Regions from separate parts of the Mus musculus genome. Here region 1 is linked to region 2. Evidence: chromatin contacts called from public Hi-C data. All regions are on one chromosome and are shown on one strand. Each heading gives the region's core, a stretch centred on a gene start, on an enhancer-like site or on the middle of the called end of the contact. The rest is flanking DNA. Distances are from core to core; before and after follow the strand shown. Region 1 overlaps Stxbp4 (syntaxin binding protein 4). Region 2 overlaps Pctp (phosphatidylcholine transfer protein).

The links. A called contact is a pair of places that touch in the nucleus more often than the background predicts.
Region 1: a contact with region 2 is called in a Hi-C map of the HPC-7 cell line, with 6 times the contacts expected there. The contact joins two enhancer-like sites. A contact is called at or near these places in 1 of 484 Hi-C or Micro-C datasets (the HPC-7 cell line), 1 of 115 datasets of contacts at active chromatin or transcription factors (embryonic fibroblasts) and 1 of 9 other capture datasets (embryonic stem cells).

The regions. Positions count from the first base shown.
Region 1 is chr11:90,555,911-90,560,642 of GRCm38.p6, forward strand. All of the region lies in intron 12 of Stxbp4 (syntaxin binding protein 4), which reads right to left. Among named protein-coding and RNA genes, the nearest start is that of Stxbp4, 80 kb to the right of the region's middle. Within about 2 kb of position 2,886, at least 40 of the 459 cell types and tissues checked have an H3K27ac peak or open chromatin away from gene starts, as enhancers often do. A contact at or near this core is called in the HPC-7 cell line, where this site is marked.
Region 2 is chr11:89,983,817-89,988,235 of GRCm38.p6, forward strand. Pctp (phosphatidylcholine transfer protein) reads right to left here. Exons shown (of 6, transcript NM_008796.3): 4 at 3,380-3,551; 5 at 2,277-2,344; 6 at 1-940. The coding sequence ends at 875. Among named protein-coding and RNA genes, the nearest start is that of Pctp, 17 kb to the right of the region's middle. Within about 2 kb of position 2,160, at least 71 of the 459 cell types and tissues checked have an H3K27ac peak or open chromatin away from gene starts, as enhancers often do. A contact at or near this core is called in the HPC-7 cell line, where this site is marked.

The DNA.
Region 1 (4,732 bases), core at 1,636-4,135, 570 kb after region 2:
AGGACATGTCTACACTGTGGAAGACTGAATTGTCACCGCTTTTTTGGTGAGCATTTTGGCAATTTATATGTACAAAGCCTTTAAACTGTTCATACTAGAGGCCATGACATGGCTCCTTGCTAAAAGCATTTGCGATGCAAGCTTGCTATCTGAATTAAATTCCTAGGGAGCCACGTGGTGGAAGGAGAAAACCGACTTCTAAAAGTTGTCCTCTGATCTCTGCACATGAGCCATGGGACGTGTATATTCACATATGCATCATTTATGCACAGACCAGATGATACTAGTAAATAAAAAATATTCTTGCCATTAATCAGCCACTTCACATCTGGACTTCAGTCTACAATGAATGTATTGTTATATTATACTTTATTTTCAACGTAATATTTTTATTGATTCTCTGGGAATTTTACATCATGTGTCAGAATCACTCATTTCCTAGTCCTTTCCTGTCTGCCCTGCTACCCTTGTGACCTCCTCCAAAAGTAAAAAAAGAAAAAGAAAAAAAAAAAACCCAAGTCCAGTTTGTGTTACAGGTATACTCACTGAACCATAGTCCAACTCTCAGTGGCCTGCCCCTTAAATAGAACTGAGTCCTTCCCTTCCTGGGCCCAACCAGAAGCCATCAACTAGGGAGATCTACACTTCAGAATCTCCATTACACTTGTTAAGAGTTCTCGTTGGTGTCTTCCTATCTAGGCTGTTACTCTTTTTTTTCTTGTGTGTAGGGGTGAAGTGGGGGTAGGGGTTGTCCCTCCCTCTCAACTGTGCATCTGCAGTTGTTGATATCAGAGCAAACGTAGCCTTCTTGCTCTTCACAGTAAGTGAAGGGAGGACAGACCATGAGCCTCCTCAGAGTTTCTGGTAACAGGACTCTGACCCTGAAACCTGGCCACAGCTGCAGTAGGACGCTGGAGCCAGACAAGACCCTTGGAGGCAGCCTGATACCACAGGCATCCACACGGCTTTGGGCAGCACAGATCATGGACATCTGGAAGGCTTTCTTCATTGTCAGCATTTAAACCCTCTTTATAGATGCAGTGCAGCTCAGTGGCTACATCTTTAGACATTAAACATGGTGATTCTTCCAAACTTTAGGGCTTAAGGGGCTCCATCATTAAAAGAGATGATCAATTCTTTCAAAATAACCCTGAGGGGTTTAACTGGAATATGAATCATATTAAACTGTGTGTATGTGTGTGTGTGTGTGTGTGTGTAGCATTTTGTCTAAGATCATGAAATTCAAAGAGTATGGGGGGCCCAAAGTAGGATACAGGCTAAGGTTGTAATGAATAGATAAATAACGTAACATCTGATTTTAGCTTAAGAGGTAAACAAAATAATCACTAACATAACATATCATTGTTGAGAAAGTACTGTAAAGACGGAATAGCCCAAACAGACCTTAGGTTAGGAAAGAATTGAGTCTGCAACTAAGGGTGATACCACAAAAACAATAAACGGTTGCTACAGCAAACCATTTGGGAGGGAAAAAAAAGTATATATTCTCATCTTATACCATATGCTGACACAATACTTTCAGTATTAAATAGAGACAGGGTGGGGGCCTGGGTAAATACACATCTGAAATATGGCCAGAAATAAACAGTTGCACTGATTTTAAAAGAAAAAAAGTAAAAGTAAATCGACAACACAAAACTTTTAGTGTTTATTAAATGGGAGAAGGGGCTTTTGTACAAGTTAAATATCTCATGTTAGGGTTCCGAGAAACGGAGTCAATGTCTCCTACAGAAATAGAACTTGGGTACTTTCTCTAGCTCCTCCATTGGGGGCCCTGTGATCCATCCAATAGCTGACTGAGCATCCACTTCTGTATTTGCCACGCACTGGCAAAGCCTCACAGGAGACAGCTATATCAGGGTCCCTTCAGCAAAATCTTGCTGGCATATGCAATAGTGTCTGGGTTTTGTGGCTGATTATGGGATGGATCCCTGGGTGGGGTAGTCTCTGGATGGTCCATCCTTTTGACTTAGCTCCAAACCAAGGAGCTGAAGGGGTCTGCAACCTTATAGGTGGAACAACAATATGAACTAACCAGTACCCCCAGAGCTCATGTCTCTAGCTGCATATGTAGCAGAAGATGGTCTAGTCGGCCATCATTGGGAAGAGAGGCCCCTTAGGTCTTGCAAACTTTATATGCCCCAGGGAACACCAGGGCCAAGAAGTGGGAGTGGGTGGGTAGGGGAGTAGGGCATGGGGAGGGTATAGGGAACTTTCGGGATAACATTTGAAATGTAAATAAAGAAAATATCTAAAGAAAGAGATCTTGTATACTAATGTGAGGAAATGGGATGAAGTGTATGATAGAGGAAATTTAAAAAGCAAGAGAGGAGATGCAAGTTAGCCAAGCACCGTGTGCAGAAGCCAGTAGTGTCATTCTGCCAGACCAGCAAGTGTGTGTGTGTGTGAAACTAGGCTTGAGAAGGAGCAACAGCACAGAGAGGCAAGGGTCCCTTAGGAGCATCCATGACCATTCCCTGTGACTAGGCCATCCCACTTTTTAATGGTTCTATCAGCCGTTTAAATCTTTACCCTGAACACTGGGCTTCCAACCCAGGGACCTCTGGGGGGATAGATATACTGTAACAGTGCTGTAGCCATGGCAACACTTGGGTTTGCTAAAGCTTGCTTAAAATGCTGCATGCACTTTAGGTGAATCACTGAGTACACATGCCATTAATACCCAAGAGCTGTGAAGCAGATCTCTAGTTATTCAGGAACTCAGGCAGAGGCAATCTCTTCATATATAATGCAAAAAGACAATAAACCAATGCAGATTTCTAAACAATACTTATGTGGGGTCAGACATGACCAGGCGAGTTTTGTTTTTAACTTGTCAGCGTTTTGTGAATAAATCATTACTACGATGTCACGAGTCCCATACGACTGTAGAACTACTGAGACTATTTTTTACACAGCAAACTGCCAAGATAAGACGTTAATAGAATCAGCCGCCTTATCACTACTTCCTCCTTGAAACAACTTCCTCCTTGGATCAAATGTTCTTGTTTGTCAGTCCAACTATTATATATTGCTCCAACACTTAAAAAAAAATGTTTAGCATCTACACAGACGTCTAAAGTGTAACCTAAATGGTGCTCCCTCCATGCATTGTATGGAACCCCATCTTCACGAGTTTCTCATAGGGAAACCTCCTATAGGAAATGGTATAAAGAAACTAATTGCGGGTCTCTATGAAGAATACCATCACTTTGCTCCCAAATTCCCCAACACTGAAAATGGTGTCTAATTAAGCCAACACAATTAAAATAACTTTATAATACAGAAAAGACAGAAAAATGTCTGTCTTGGAATCCTTCTAACACCAAGATCTTTTCTATATGAAATGAGCATAACTACTTGGGAATAGGACTCTGAAATAGACAATTATATTAGTTTTCCCTGCTATGAAATATTTGAGTGGGGTGACTTGTAAAGAAGGGGTTAGTTAGTTGTTGGCGTTTTATGTTCAAAGGTTGGGAAAGTGAGATGGGCCACCTGTGAGAAGGTGAATTGGCATGGAGAGACAAAGGTCCCATAAGAACATCCAGGGCATGACCCACGATCTAAGGATCTTTCTACTTTTTAATGGTTCTATCGTGTGCTTATATTGTTACCCTGAATACCAGGCTTGCAACACAGTAGACTCTGTGGAGATACAGCAATCATACCATAGCTATAGAAACACTGAAGTTTGCTGCATGCACTGCCAGTGAATCACTAAGTACAAATGATGTCTATGCAAACACGAATGACGACTGGAACGCTGGGAAACCAGGTTTCCTGCTCCTTTTTCAAGTAAGCTTTCCTTACCTTAGGCAGTTTCTAGTGCAGAGTCTAATGGTAGTGAAAAGAGAAGTAATTTTCTCATTACACGCACACACACAAAAGAAAATTAATGCTGAAAAATAAACCTAGCTATATTTATTCCATAAGCTTCTTTAATCCCACTGCTGTCCAACATTATAAGTGCTTTATAATGGTTTTCAGATTACTTTTGTTTGTCTTGAAACGCTTGTGTCCATAAAATCTCAGCCAATGGTTACACCGTGCATGCTAATAGAATATCACAACCAGGAAGGCAACACTGGAACAATCCACCAACCTTCTTTAGAGAAAACTAGTTTTATAATGCTCTCAGAAACAAAACAAAAAGAACAATCTGTGGATCTATACAATAGTCCAGGGGAATCCCAGGGAGGTAAGCTGGATGGAAATAGACTATTATGAAAGGCAGCTTGTGTCCTTTTAAAGGACAAAAATTGTGATCAACAATAGATTAGTGGGTGTCAGGCATGAGGAGGGTAGGTGGGAGGGGGGGGGACAGTGGCCTCAAAAGGCCAGCATGAGGCATCTTTCGGTAAAAGGATTTTAGTGGGAAGCAAAAGTTACTATTCTGACATGAAGGCCATTATTACAACAGCATGCTTTTGGAGAAGAAATGTATAACAAATATATGTGTTCTTATTTTTCCTCTCTCATGAGATGGTATTTTAGAATAACTACTAGTACTGCTCAAGAAAACTATTGGACATTCAAATTGCCAAAACTGAATTAAAGATCTAGAGGCCACCCAAACATAAAAATTAGAGGTGTCATTGTTTTTTTGAAATCACAAGAAAACATAATCCCTAGAAGGGTGGGACTATAACTAGGGTTTGTTTTAGAGATATCTGACATGTTTTTAAAGTTGTCTTTCTTGCTTCATCGG
Region 2 (4,419 bases), core at 910-3,409:
GGCTACACAGAGAAACCTTGTGGGGGTGGGGGGGGGCAAAGAGCACATCAAATCACTACTTCCATTTCACTCCATTGTAAACCATTACTGTCCCTTCAACATCTCCAAACAGTCTAGAATGGAAAGTCACCTTAGTACATAGGAAGACACTATCATTGGGCTATGCGCAAGCCATCTTTGAAGCCTGAGGCTTGCAGTCAAATGCACAGCTCGAGAGGTAGAGGCAGCTATTTCTCAGTGGATGGGAAAGGAAAAATCCAGATGTGGGCAATTAGGAAGCCTTGGTCATCTCAACATATGCTCCGTTAGTGCTGGGACACCCCTCAGAGGAGTCTGATATCATAGTAGCTACTAATGCCGCCCAAGGGGGAAACACAGCCCCACTTGCTTGTCACCCCAAACCCCAGCCTATCCGAATCAGCGAGGCATCAAGAGAACAGACATCACTCTATCTCCAGTATTCGAACATGGAAGGTCAACTGTGGGCTAAAGACCACTTCTGGGTGCAAGAGAGAGTCCTGAAGTGAGCCTGCTTTCCAAGAAGGGCTGCTTCTATAGCTTGTCGTCCTTCCTCCTTTCACCCATTCCCCCCCAAATGGCACAACAGAATGGCGCCTTTTCCCCCCACTAAGGATTTCCCTAATGAAACATAAACAAGCATGGGCCCCATTCAATAGTGGAAGAAGGTAACAGGCTCTGAGTATGACCATTGGGAAAGAAGGCAGCAATGGAGCCGATGGAGCTGGCCAGAGGCAAGGTTGCTTGGGAATGAGTAGCGCTTTGAAGATGGGAAGTATGAATGGAAGGGCGAGCCTCAGGTGGTGTAGCACAGCCAGAGATGTCCTTCATGGATGACGGAGTCCCAGTCCCCTCCTTAGGTTTTCTTGTGGTAGTTCTGACACGCTTTCACCATGTCCTTCAAAAAGTTTGGAACTCCATTCTGCAAAAGAAAAGACTATGTTTCTATGTATCCTTCATTCTCTGGAGTGTGGCAGAGAAAAACAATGGGTTTGGGGGGTAATCAAAGACAATGGGGCCCCTGATCCAATTTCAACATGACGCTGTCACAGAAAACGGCAGAAGGCAAGACCCAGAGCAGACAGACTTGAAAGGCTTGAAAGACAGGGCCTTCGAGTTGACTTCTGCTAATAAAAACTACAGAGCTCCTTTTGAAATTATTATTAATTAAAAAGGAAGGGAGGCTAGGACTAGGGCTCAGCCTAAAAGCACATGCTTTTCCTGTGATGAATCTGAGGTCAGGTCCCAGCACCTATGTCAGATAGCTCACAGCCACCTGTCACTCCAGCTCCAGGGCCAACTGGACCCTCCAGACACATATGCACACATCCCCATCCACATATGCATATAATTTCTTAAAAATATTTTTTTAAAAAGGAAAGAAAAAATTAAAACAAAACAAAAGACTGGAACAAAGTAAATCAAGAGTCGGAATTAGATTGCTGGATACTTCCTTAAAGAAGTGGAAGGGCTTGTCTTACTGTTTTAAAAAAAATAGTGTTTGTGGTTAGGGGATGGGATATGTTGTACAGTGTCAAGCACTGTGCATGACTTTGCAAAAATGCTGTTTCACTGACTTCATCTCCATGCAGGGGGCATTATTCATCTTCAGTTTTTGAAAAAAAAAAAAAAAAGGAAGTTGGACTTCCCTGACTAACAGAAAACAGTCAGTAACAGAGCCCAGGTTCAGAATTGCATCTGTTTGCCTCTGACACCTATAGGCATTCTTACTTTCCCATGAGCCACTGGAGTTCACCACAGGACCTGCACAAAGCCTGCTGAATTGTCACAGTGATGCAGGACCCTAGGAGTGGCAGCCTATAGTGATCTGAGTCACTACCACTGTAACTTGGCCCGAGAGACTGAAAAACAGCAAAGACAACCGAACTAGAGGTTTCCTCTGAGCCAGGGAGGGTCTGCTTGTCTCTAAGCAAGGTCTGACTGTCTCATAAGCAGATACTGAAAACACTGGAGTCCCTGTAAGGGGCAGCCTTACGTCTGGAAGTTCCAGCGAGTAATCATGGAGGGTCCGTGGCTACCAGCAGGGAAGGGCTGACATTCTTGGCTAACAGAGTCTTTGTCCTATGTCTCAGCCTCCATCCTGGGTGTTGGCCACTCCAATAATCACCAAGTCACTCAACCGAGCTCTTCATAAAAGACTCTCGTTACCCTGGGACAATGCATCTTGTGACAACCCACAGGCTAAGTCAACATTTGTCAAATGCACACTCCCCACTGCCTAACTCCTGGGATCTCACCTTGGCTGCCCAGTTAATGAGCCAGGACGGAATTTGGCCACCCGGGTTATCAAAGTAGTACATGAAAACTAAAAGAGAAGAGAAGACAATTCAGGAGGAGTGGGGGGGGGGACACGGGGGCTAGAAAAATACAATAACAAAGCTCCGCAAAGCCGTCTTCCGACTGGGACCCAGACAGCGCAGAGGAAGGAGCACGTGAAATGCCCCGACCTGCCTTGCGGCTACTGACACAGGAGTACTGTTGAAAATGCAGCCAGGGAAACACTTGGCTGTGCTTTCTTAGACACCTGATGAACGCTAGACGTTTGCACATCATCGTTATCCAAACAGCCCCAAGGAACTGACGGTTAGCATACACGAGGAAATAAAGCTCAGAAAAATGAGAAGACAGACCTAACAAGCAGCAGACTTAGGGTTCGGATTTTGTGGGCCACATTCATGCCGGTATGGCAGATGCGGTTGCCCCGTTTTCCTTCTTGGAGACTGGAACTCGATGTTCTTAAGTCTCTGGCCTTGTGTGTGTGAAGGGCTGGATCCTCCAATCCACACCTGCCAATCCCCTAGCCCTGTCTAGGCTCGGTCCCTATAGCTACAGGGTAAGCCGGAAGCAACTCTTTCTAAACTCAAGGGTTTCAATGTTCTGATTTCATTTGGACAACAAAGAATGAATGGGTGGTGGGTGGGGCTGGAGAGTTGCCTCAGCTTTTAAGAGCCTGTATTGCTCTTAAGGAGGATCCTGGTTCAATTCCCAGCACCCACGTAGTGGCTGACAACCACCTGTAACTCTAGTCCCAGGAGATATGATGCCGTCTTCTGATCTCCACAAACATCAGGCAAGAAACGCATGTGGGCAAAACACACTAATGAACATGTAAGAATAAAATAAATAAATGTTAACAAGCAGAAGAGTGCACCGCATCAGACTGGAACATCTACACTGAGGCCTAGCCAATCTCTGATGTGGATCCAAACACTCCCACATGGCCACCTCACGTCTCCTTTGTTCCCGGGCCATGGTTACATTCACTGGATAAGCTTTTGCCTAAGCTGCCTCCTACTCAAATGGCACTGGCTTAGCTGCTGCCCTGCCCCGAAAGCTTTACCTCTGCTCCCCTTCTTGCCGTCACTCTCGATCGCCAGGCTCTGTTTGTACTGTTTCACTCGGATGACCCCAGACTTCTCGGGAAACTGAGGTGCCGAGATACTCTGGGCCAGGACCACGTAGATCTTCCTCCCGTCCACATCCAGGTCTCGGCGCTGGCGGGTGTAGACGTACTGCATAGCCAGTCAAGGCATGATGCCAGCGAAAGAGCAGCCCACACTGGTGGCAATGGAAGGTCTCTCTGCACCTTCCACGTAACAACTGGTCCCTTCTGCAGAATGCCCACTTTCCCTGCAGAGCTGAACCTCACAGTCAACGGTAATTCTCACTGGAGAGTGCCTGTTACCTGGCTGTGAGCAGATCCCCTGAATGCTTGGTTACACAAGGGTCACCTTCCTCCTTCTCCAGGAAGGCATCCTGAGAGCACTATTCACTTAGCTGTAATCATGGGGACGCTAATCAAACACTCTCAGGTCCACAGGCCGGGATGTTAGGGGCATTAGAGAAATCCAGGGGCAGAAAAACACTGGATAGAAATTGCATCAACCCATAGATATTGTCTCATCCGCAGCTGTCACCACAGACCTCTACCCATGGAAGGTGTCCTTGTCACAACTCAACTGTAGGAACACTTACGCACACCTCGAATTTTAGTAAGCAGATGTACTCTTTGAATTAACACTGGTTGACCAAGAACAGCAAAAACAATTCCACCTCTGGAAGCATGCACAAAACATTCCCAAGGTCGGCAGTGCTAGTCCATCAAAGACAATGACGTCTTTAAAAGCCTCAATCTTTACTTTCTATTCATTCTAAAATTAATGTACAAAGTGATCGGCTTCACGGTGGCCTCTTCTTCCATACAAATCATTATACTTTCTCATCTCCAATGTCCTTAGGTGGACTATTGTCAGGGCAGCTATTTGTCTGCAGCAACAACAATTAATAGGCTTAGACGGGAGGGAAAACTCCCTGCATTTCAGTCAACCACTTCACTTTATAAACGAAAAAATGGAAAGGAAAATCATACACCTGGTATCC